Linked DNA regions of Rattus norvegicus: region 2 is linked to region 1. A link is a contact called in public Hi-C data. All regions are on one chromosome and are shown on one strand. The core of a region is the stretch at or near the end of the contact, and the rest is flanking DNA. Distances in the headings are between cores, read along the strand shown.

Region 1 (3,314 bases), core at 34-2,533:
TTGCCTGTCGTTACGAACGCTGCTGCAGACCTGAGATAGCTATAGGCATACAGAATACATATAGACATGTGCTCATTCTCACCCACACAAGAAGTGGGATCCTGGGTTGTAGCTGAGATCTGCCTGCTGCCTGCAAAGCCTGCAGCACCAGGGTTATAGCTTCTTTGCTCCCAAATAAACTACAATGCTTATCTGTTTTTCCCTAGCAAACCTCATGGGTAGGAGCAGTGTGCCAACAGGGCTTTGATCTGCATTTCGCTAATGACCAAGAATGTGGAACCTGTTGCCCATCGCGCATCTTCTAAAAGAAAATGCACTTGCTACTTGTTATTCATTTATTTGAGACAAGATCTCACGTAGTCCAGACTGGACCTTGAATGGATCCTCCTGCTTACAGTTCCCAAGTGCCGGCATTACGGATGTGTGACCTGCTCCAGCTTTTGAGGCTCTGGTCGATGGTGAAGGTTGTACATCTAGAGGTGAACAGGGGCTCTGAAGTCAGACTTAACGATCTCTTCCTTGATCCATTCTGCCCTGTAGGATGAAATTTGGGTGTTGGGGGTGGGGATGTGAGGTTACGGAATGGGTTAAAGTGTCAAATGATTTGTGTCCTTCACCACCAGGGAACTCTCCTCGTTTCTGACAGACGCTCAGCTTTCTCATTGCTCCTGCCAGGAAAGACATGGAGTTCTCTGTGCTGCTGTTCTCCTACAGGCTTCATTTTAGCAATGGCTGTTTCGCAACTGGCAGGGAAACATCTGCCTCCCATAAGCTCCCAGGCTGCAGCCGAGTGACTGGAATTTTCCTTCTTTAGCTAGCCAGGAGCATCCAGGCCCGGGCTGGCTGGAAGGCTCCTCCCTCCCGACTGACAGCCAAAGAAACCTTGAATTGCAGATCTTCCCAGTCCCCACCTGCAACAGATTAGTTTGGGGTGGGGGGGTGTTGTGCATGGGGCTCTTTAGAGGAGGCCCTCACAATGAGGCTGGGTTTAGGGATGTACAAGAGGAGGGGGTGGGAAGTCAGTAGATCTGGGGAAATTCCAGTATGCCTACTCTAAGCAGGAGGTGGAGACCTTGAGACAAGTTTTAGCCTTGGGACAAGTCTTGACCCTGGAAGTTTATACTTGTCTCTGTACCTTAACAGTCAACTAGCCCTGAAGTAATTTGATCCTTAAGGCTTAAGTACCGCCCACTTCAGTATTCAGCCAATTCCCCACAGTAAGGCCCTCTGGAGACTAACCCACCAACAGGAAAAGGAAACTGCTAGAGAAAGGGCGGGCCTACAGAACCAGGGTAGCAGCAGCCATCCTCCAGACGGTGCGATTGTTCCAGAGTCAATACCATGAGCCACAATTCCCAAGCCTTCTTGCCCGCCAATGCCGGGCTTCCTCCAAGCTATGAGACAATCAAAGAGGAGTACGGGGTGACTGAGCTGGGGGAACCCAACAACTCAGCTGTCGTGAGGACCACCGTGATCAACATGCCCAGAGAGGTCTCTGTGCCTGACCATGTGGTCTGGTCCCTGTTCAATACGCTCTTCTTCAATGCCTGCTGCCTGGGCTTCATTGCCTATGCCTACTCTGTGAAGGTGAGTGTGCTAGAGGTGGGGGTGATGGTGTAAGGAGGTGTGTGTGAGCCTGAAGTCCATCAACCCAGATGGCCCCGATGTGTGTGCGGGGGCGGGGGAGGGAGGGCCCTTCGTGTAAGAGAGTGTGTATGCACCCTTCCTATTTGCGTATGTGTGTGCGTGCCTGTCTGTCTCTGTCAGTGTTGGAGACTTTCTGATAGTCACAGGATGAAGCTGCCTGGTGTTTCTGGGGCCAGATTTTCCTCCACTCCATTCCTGGAATGTCCTTTCACTCTTTAGACTGGAGCTCTACTCTGTGTGGAAAGTGGGGTATGCGGCCAATGCTGGGGCCTACTGTATAGTGTGTGTGTGTGTCTGTGTGTGTCTGTGTGTCTGTGTGCATGTGTGTGTGTGTCTGTGTCTGTGTCTGTGTGTGTGTGTCTAAAGAGGGGAGGATTTCCTGGCCTGAGGGAGTGAAGCAATGGGCAGGGAGGACATGAGGAAATAGAGCCAGAGCACCTGGCTCTCAGCTGGCTCGCTCCAGGGCCCCCTTACCATCTGGTTTCCTCCAGTCCAGGGACAGGAAGATGGTGGGCGATGTGATTGGAGCCCAGGCCTACGCCTCCACTGCCAAGTGCCTGAACATCAGCTCCCTGATCTTCAGTGTCCTCATGGTCATTATCTGCATCATCATTTTCTCTACCACCTCTGCGGTAGTCTTTCAGTCGCTTTCACAAAGAACGCCACATTCTGGATTCTAGCTGCCCTGTGTCCCACGGTCCACATCTGGCCCTCCCCCTGCCTGAGGCTGAGGGCTTGACCCTTTACCCTATGTGTATGCAAATGTTACCTTCGTATATCTGTCCACAGTGGAGTCAATAAAGTACACTTGGTGGCAACTCTGGCTGTGACTCCTGTTCTGTACTGAGCTCGCCCAGCATCCTTCTTGTCTGAGGAGACGGAGCATCCTTAGCTTGTCAGGCTTCTGGTCTCCTGGTAGAGGCAGCAGCCCTACCTGTGGGTTTTTGGCTGATCCAGGCAAAAGGCATCCGAGTATCAGCTAATGCCAATGCCATGCTCCCAGGATGCCCAGGAAGGGTGCAGAACTTCCAGCAAAGGAGGCTTGGTTTAGGAGTGAAGGACACCCAGAGTCCTTTGCCTTAAGGGAAAAGAATCCCGTGGCCAAGATGTCTCCTCATTTCATGGCAGCCTCTTGGATATGACTTCAGGCTCCTGGGCTGACCTGTACACAAAAGTCAGGTGCTGTGAAGTTTGCTACCCTCAGTCTTTCCTTCCTCCCCTCCCCCCACAGCATTCAGGTTTTTATAGGGAACTGGAGTGGGTGGGGATTGAAGAATGTCTCTCTCGGTCTCTGAAAAGTAAGAAGGACCAGATGAGGGAGTTCTACTGGGCTCACAACTCCCATGCTCCACCTCATCTGGAGGTGAGACTGGCTCCCTTGGCACCCTGCTAACATGCGGCATCTCAGGAGTTCCTTCTACAGGATACTTCTATTTACTCAAGCCTGGCACCAAAAGATTCAGACTGGGTTTCCAGTATCTGCAGGACTTGAGCCCTGTCTAAAAGTTCCTTGCTTCCCTAGCCACCATGATGATTTGCATGTATCCAAAATTCTAGGAGTGGCACAGTGAGCCCTAGGGTAGAGGTGCAAATGAGAAGGACCTGTGAGGTTTCAGCAAGGGGAAGGCCTGTTTTTTTTTTTTTTTTTTTAGTAAGAAGTATGGCTT
Region 2 (3,704 bases), core at 636-3,135, 250 kb before region 1:
ATGAAGTTCATATAATGAGGATCAGCCAGGGTCCCTCTAGATCACCCAATGCAAATGAAGACATGATCCAAATCCTACTTCCCCTCCTAAAGGTGTATGTGCTTGTCAATCATCTTCTGTAAGCCCACCTCTCCTGTACTCCTTCCCATACTTTTAAGAGTTTTTTCAGGGGGTTGGGGATTTAGCTCAGTGGTAGAGCGCTTGCCTAGGAAGCGCAAGGCCCTGGGTTCGGTCCCCAGCTCCGAAAAAAAAAAAAAAGAACCAAAAAAAAAAAAAAGTTTTTTCAGGTGCCTCTACACCTCTGGCAGGAAGCTCATATACAGTTTCTCCTTAAACATACAGAGGTCTGTGTTTGGCCCCAGATCTTATACTCAAGAGACAATGACTAGAGTGAGAACTCTATTCAGAACATTAAGTATCCTTTCTTCTTGGTCATCCTCCGTGGCCTCCATCCATCCGGGTTTGTCCGATCCCTAACTCCTGTACTCTTATCTTTCCCAGACACATTTTTCTAGTAAGAGCGATCCCCTTCCACTGCACTACATGATTTATTGCTTACTCTGTCCTGTATGCCTTGTCCCACAAGACGTGGGCTGCACTCCTCCGCCCAGGTTCCCCCTAGCACAAAGGATATGAAGAGGTGGTGCCAGGCTCTCACCTGAGGGGTGGGCTAGGGTGCCCAAGACTTGGGGCGCAGCCCTGGGCCCCTCCACCGCGGCGGTCGCTCTCTCAAGTGAGGGCTTTTATATTTTTATCACCGCGGTGGGGTTGCGGACCTGGCGCCATGGCAACGGGGGCGGGGCTCATTTGAATACCCAAATATTCGTGAGCCGCGGGCATCCGGGGCTCGGGCAAGATGAACCCCGCCCCCTAGCAACGGTTGCCGGGACACGCGGCAGATCCGGTGGAAGGGCTCCCTAGAGTAATAAGAGAGAAGGCGGAAGGCTGAACACAGTGAAGACACTCACAGTGGTTCAGAGAGCCGCCCATGAGAGGCTTCTGGCCAGCTCTCGGTTATCAGCCTGCTAGCTGAATAGACCAAGCCGAGCTTGCACCCCGGGCGGCGACCGAGGTGAGCGTGCAACCTCAGGCCTGCACCACCTGAGTAAAAACCCTGTCGGTTTTCTGAGGATGTGCTTACTCGTTTCTTTGAAATTTCAAAAAGTGTTGAAAACATGTCATTTGCGTCTGACACAGATGTACCCTACTTGCTTGAGTGGGTGGAACATTTCATTTCGCCCCAATACCAACTTTTCTGACTTTCGGGGTCGTTCTTCAAGTGGACGCAGTATGAGCTGCTGCAGTGTTGGGACCTCGAGTTTGGGAGAGGTAGGGGGTCTTCTCCAAAGCACGAGGAGCGCGGTGTAATGGGCCGACGCTGCCCCAGGATGGAGCCTTCGCTCCACCTCGGCCTACGGCAGCTAGGGGTTCCGGCGAACTCTGTCTTCCTCTGGTATTCCGCGTCCGCGGTGCAGACTGTCCTCGACTCCAGGACCCGGTCGGAATGACCTTTCCGCTCCTGGGCCTTTGGGCCTTTGGTGAGGCTTCAGGGTGGAGGCTCTTTGGCAGGCTCTCTCAACGCGACTCGAGCGTACACCAGTTTCTCTCCGGAGGAATCCCAGGCTCGTAACCACTGTCTGGGTCTCTCTTTTCTGCACCTAAGAACTAGGAATCACTGTTGACTGCAGCACCCAAGTTCCGACACCGCCCTCCCACCTAGGCTCCTCCTAGCAGCGGCTTCTGACGGATGGGTTGCTCAGCCAATCATAACAGGTGGCGGTGGGGCGGAGTTCGACCAATCATCGGCGGCCTCGAGTTGACGGACGGGCGCGGGGCGGAGCGGGGCGGGGCGAGCGCGGGCCCGGCCAAGTCCCCGCCGTCCGCGCCCGGCGCCCGCAGCCCGAGCCGCACCCGCCGCGGACGGAGCCCATGCGCGGGCCCAGTCGGCGCCCGTCCGCGCCCCCGCCCTGCCCCGGCCCCGGCCCCGGGGGCAGTCGCGCCAGCAAGCGGTGAGTGCGGGCACGGGGTGGGGTGCGGGGCGCAGGTGATCGGTGCTTCCTTGCTTCTCTCGGCCCAGCAACGTGCCTAGCGTCCGGCTGCCCGCCTCTGCGGCCGGGCTCGCTCTGCCTGTGGCCGTCCTCCCAGCGAGGCGCCGCCCGGGCCTCCGGAGACTCTGCGCCCCGCGGCCATCACGCTCCGGCCTCGGGGCCACAAGGACACCCGCGTTGGGCCCCAACCAGGGCCTTCTGCTCCCAGCTACTCCTCGCGTTCCTGCAGTCACCTGCTTCCCACACCCTCAGCTTCCTCCCACCCCTCTGTGAAGGCTCCCTGGCCCCTTGTGGAAGGTTTGTCTTAGTGGAGGGCAGGGTCCTTCTCCAGCTACCCTTCCCCCGCTGCCGGGACCGCGCCTGGCATGCAGTAGGCGCTCAGTAAATAGTTGTAGGTTGCACCCACATGCCGGCGGGCCGGAGCCGGTTGTAGGCTGGCATTGGCCTGCCTGGGCACGCTAAGGCCGCCGTGGCAGGACCTGTTTTTTGGGGGGTGGCCTCAGCCCTCAGGCGCCTCCAGTTGAGAGTTTCTGCCTACCTAGCGACTTCTAATTTGGGTGCGTGGTTGGGAGAAGCTCTCAGCTGTCAGCCCTGCCTTGGGGGCCTCTCCCTGCTTCCTCACACAGCCATTAAGTGCTGTTGGAGGAGGGTGGGGGTCCTCCCTTTTCGAGTGGAGGTGCCACAGGTGATCACCCGGGCCACTGGCTTGCTTGCCTACTCAGTGCTGGAGAGAGCCCTTGGGTTAGGCATCTATTAGCAGTCTCAAGTGGCTAGGGCCTGGCTAAGTGTGATTCTCATTGGCAGGTGGGGCAGGAGCTCCTGGTTTGGCAGCCCCTGTAGAAGCGATGACAGAATACAAGCTTGTGGTGGTGGGCGCTGGAGGCGTGGGAAAGAGTGCCCTGACCATCCAGCTGATCCAGAACCATTTTGTGGACGAGTATGATCCCACTATAGAGGTGAGCTCTGACTACCTGCCAGAGGTGGGCTCTGGCAGTGGTCATGGGTTAGAGTCCCAAACAACCAGGTCTTGAAGTTGGTATGGGTCTGATTCCTACCTGATCCATCAGGGTATGAGAGGTGCAAGGGTAGGCTGGCTCTGTGGATTCTCTGTCTAAGAAGAGGTAGGACCCTTAAGCTGTGTTCTTTTGCAGGACTCCTACCGGAAACAGGTAGTCATTGATGGGGAGACGTGTTTACTGGACATCTTAGACACAGCAGGTCAAGAAGAGTATAGTGCCATGCGGGACCAGTACATGCGCACAGGGGAGGGCTTCCTCTGTGTATTTGCCATCAACAACACCAAGTCCTTTGAAGACATCCATCAGTACAGGTGAGCCACCTATGGCTAGCCCGTGAGCCCATGGCATATGTGAGGAAGGTTCTGTGTGCACACTGAGGCTTTATGTCTTTTTTTGAATGTCCTGGACACAGTCAGGCCTGCAGTCTGCTAGCTGGCTCATATACACCCCATCCCCCTCCAGGGAGCAGATCAAGCGGGTGAAAGATTCAGATGATGTGCCAATGGTGCTGGTGGGCAACAAGTGTGACCTGGCCGCTCGCACTGTTGAGTCTCGGCAGGCCCAGGACCTTGCTCGCAGCTATGGCATCCCCTACATTGAAACATCAGCCAAGACCCGGCAGGTGAGCTTGTTCCCC

Evidence for each region. A called contact is a pair of places that touch in the nucleus more often than the background predicts.
Region 2: a contact with region 1 is called in a Hi-C map of the A7r5 cell line, with 4 times the contacts expected there. The contact joins the promoter of Hras here to the promoter of Ifitm2 in region 1. A contact is called at or near these places in 7 of 12 Hi-C or Micro-C datasets (the A7r5 cell line, the Rat2 cell line, frontal cortex and 3 more).

The regions. Positions count from the first base shown.
Region 1 is chr1:205,480,317-205,483,630 of GRCr8, reverse strand. It overlaps Ifitm2 (interferon induced transmembrane protein 2), which reads left to right and starts at 1,283. Exons shown (of 2, transcript NM_030833.1): 1 at 1,283-1,587; 2 at 2,139-2,463. The coding sequence starts at 1,342. The coding sequence ends at 2,327.
Region 2 is chr1:205,727,435-205,731,138 of GRCr8, reverse strand. It overlaps Hras (HRas proto-oncogene, GTPase), which reads left to right and starts at 1,885. Exons shown (of 5, transcript NM_001098241.1): 1 at 1,885-2,009; 2 at 2,853-3,004; 3 at 3,200-3,378; 4 at 3,530-3,689. The coding sequence starts at 2,894. Lrrc56 (leucine rich repeat containing 56) reads right to left here and starts at 741. Exons shown (of 13, transcript NM_001024902.1): 1 at 659-741.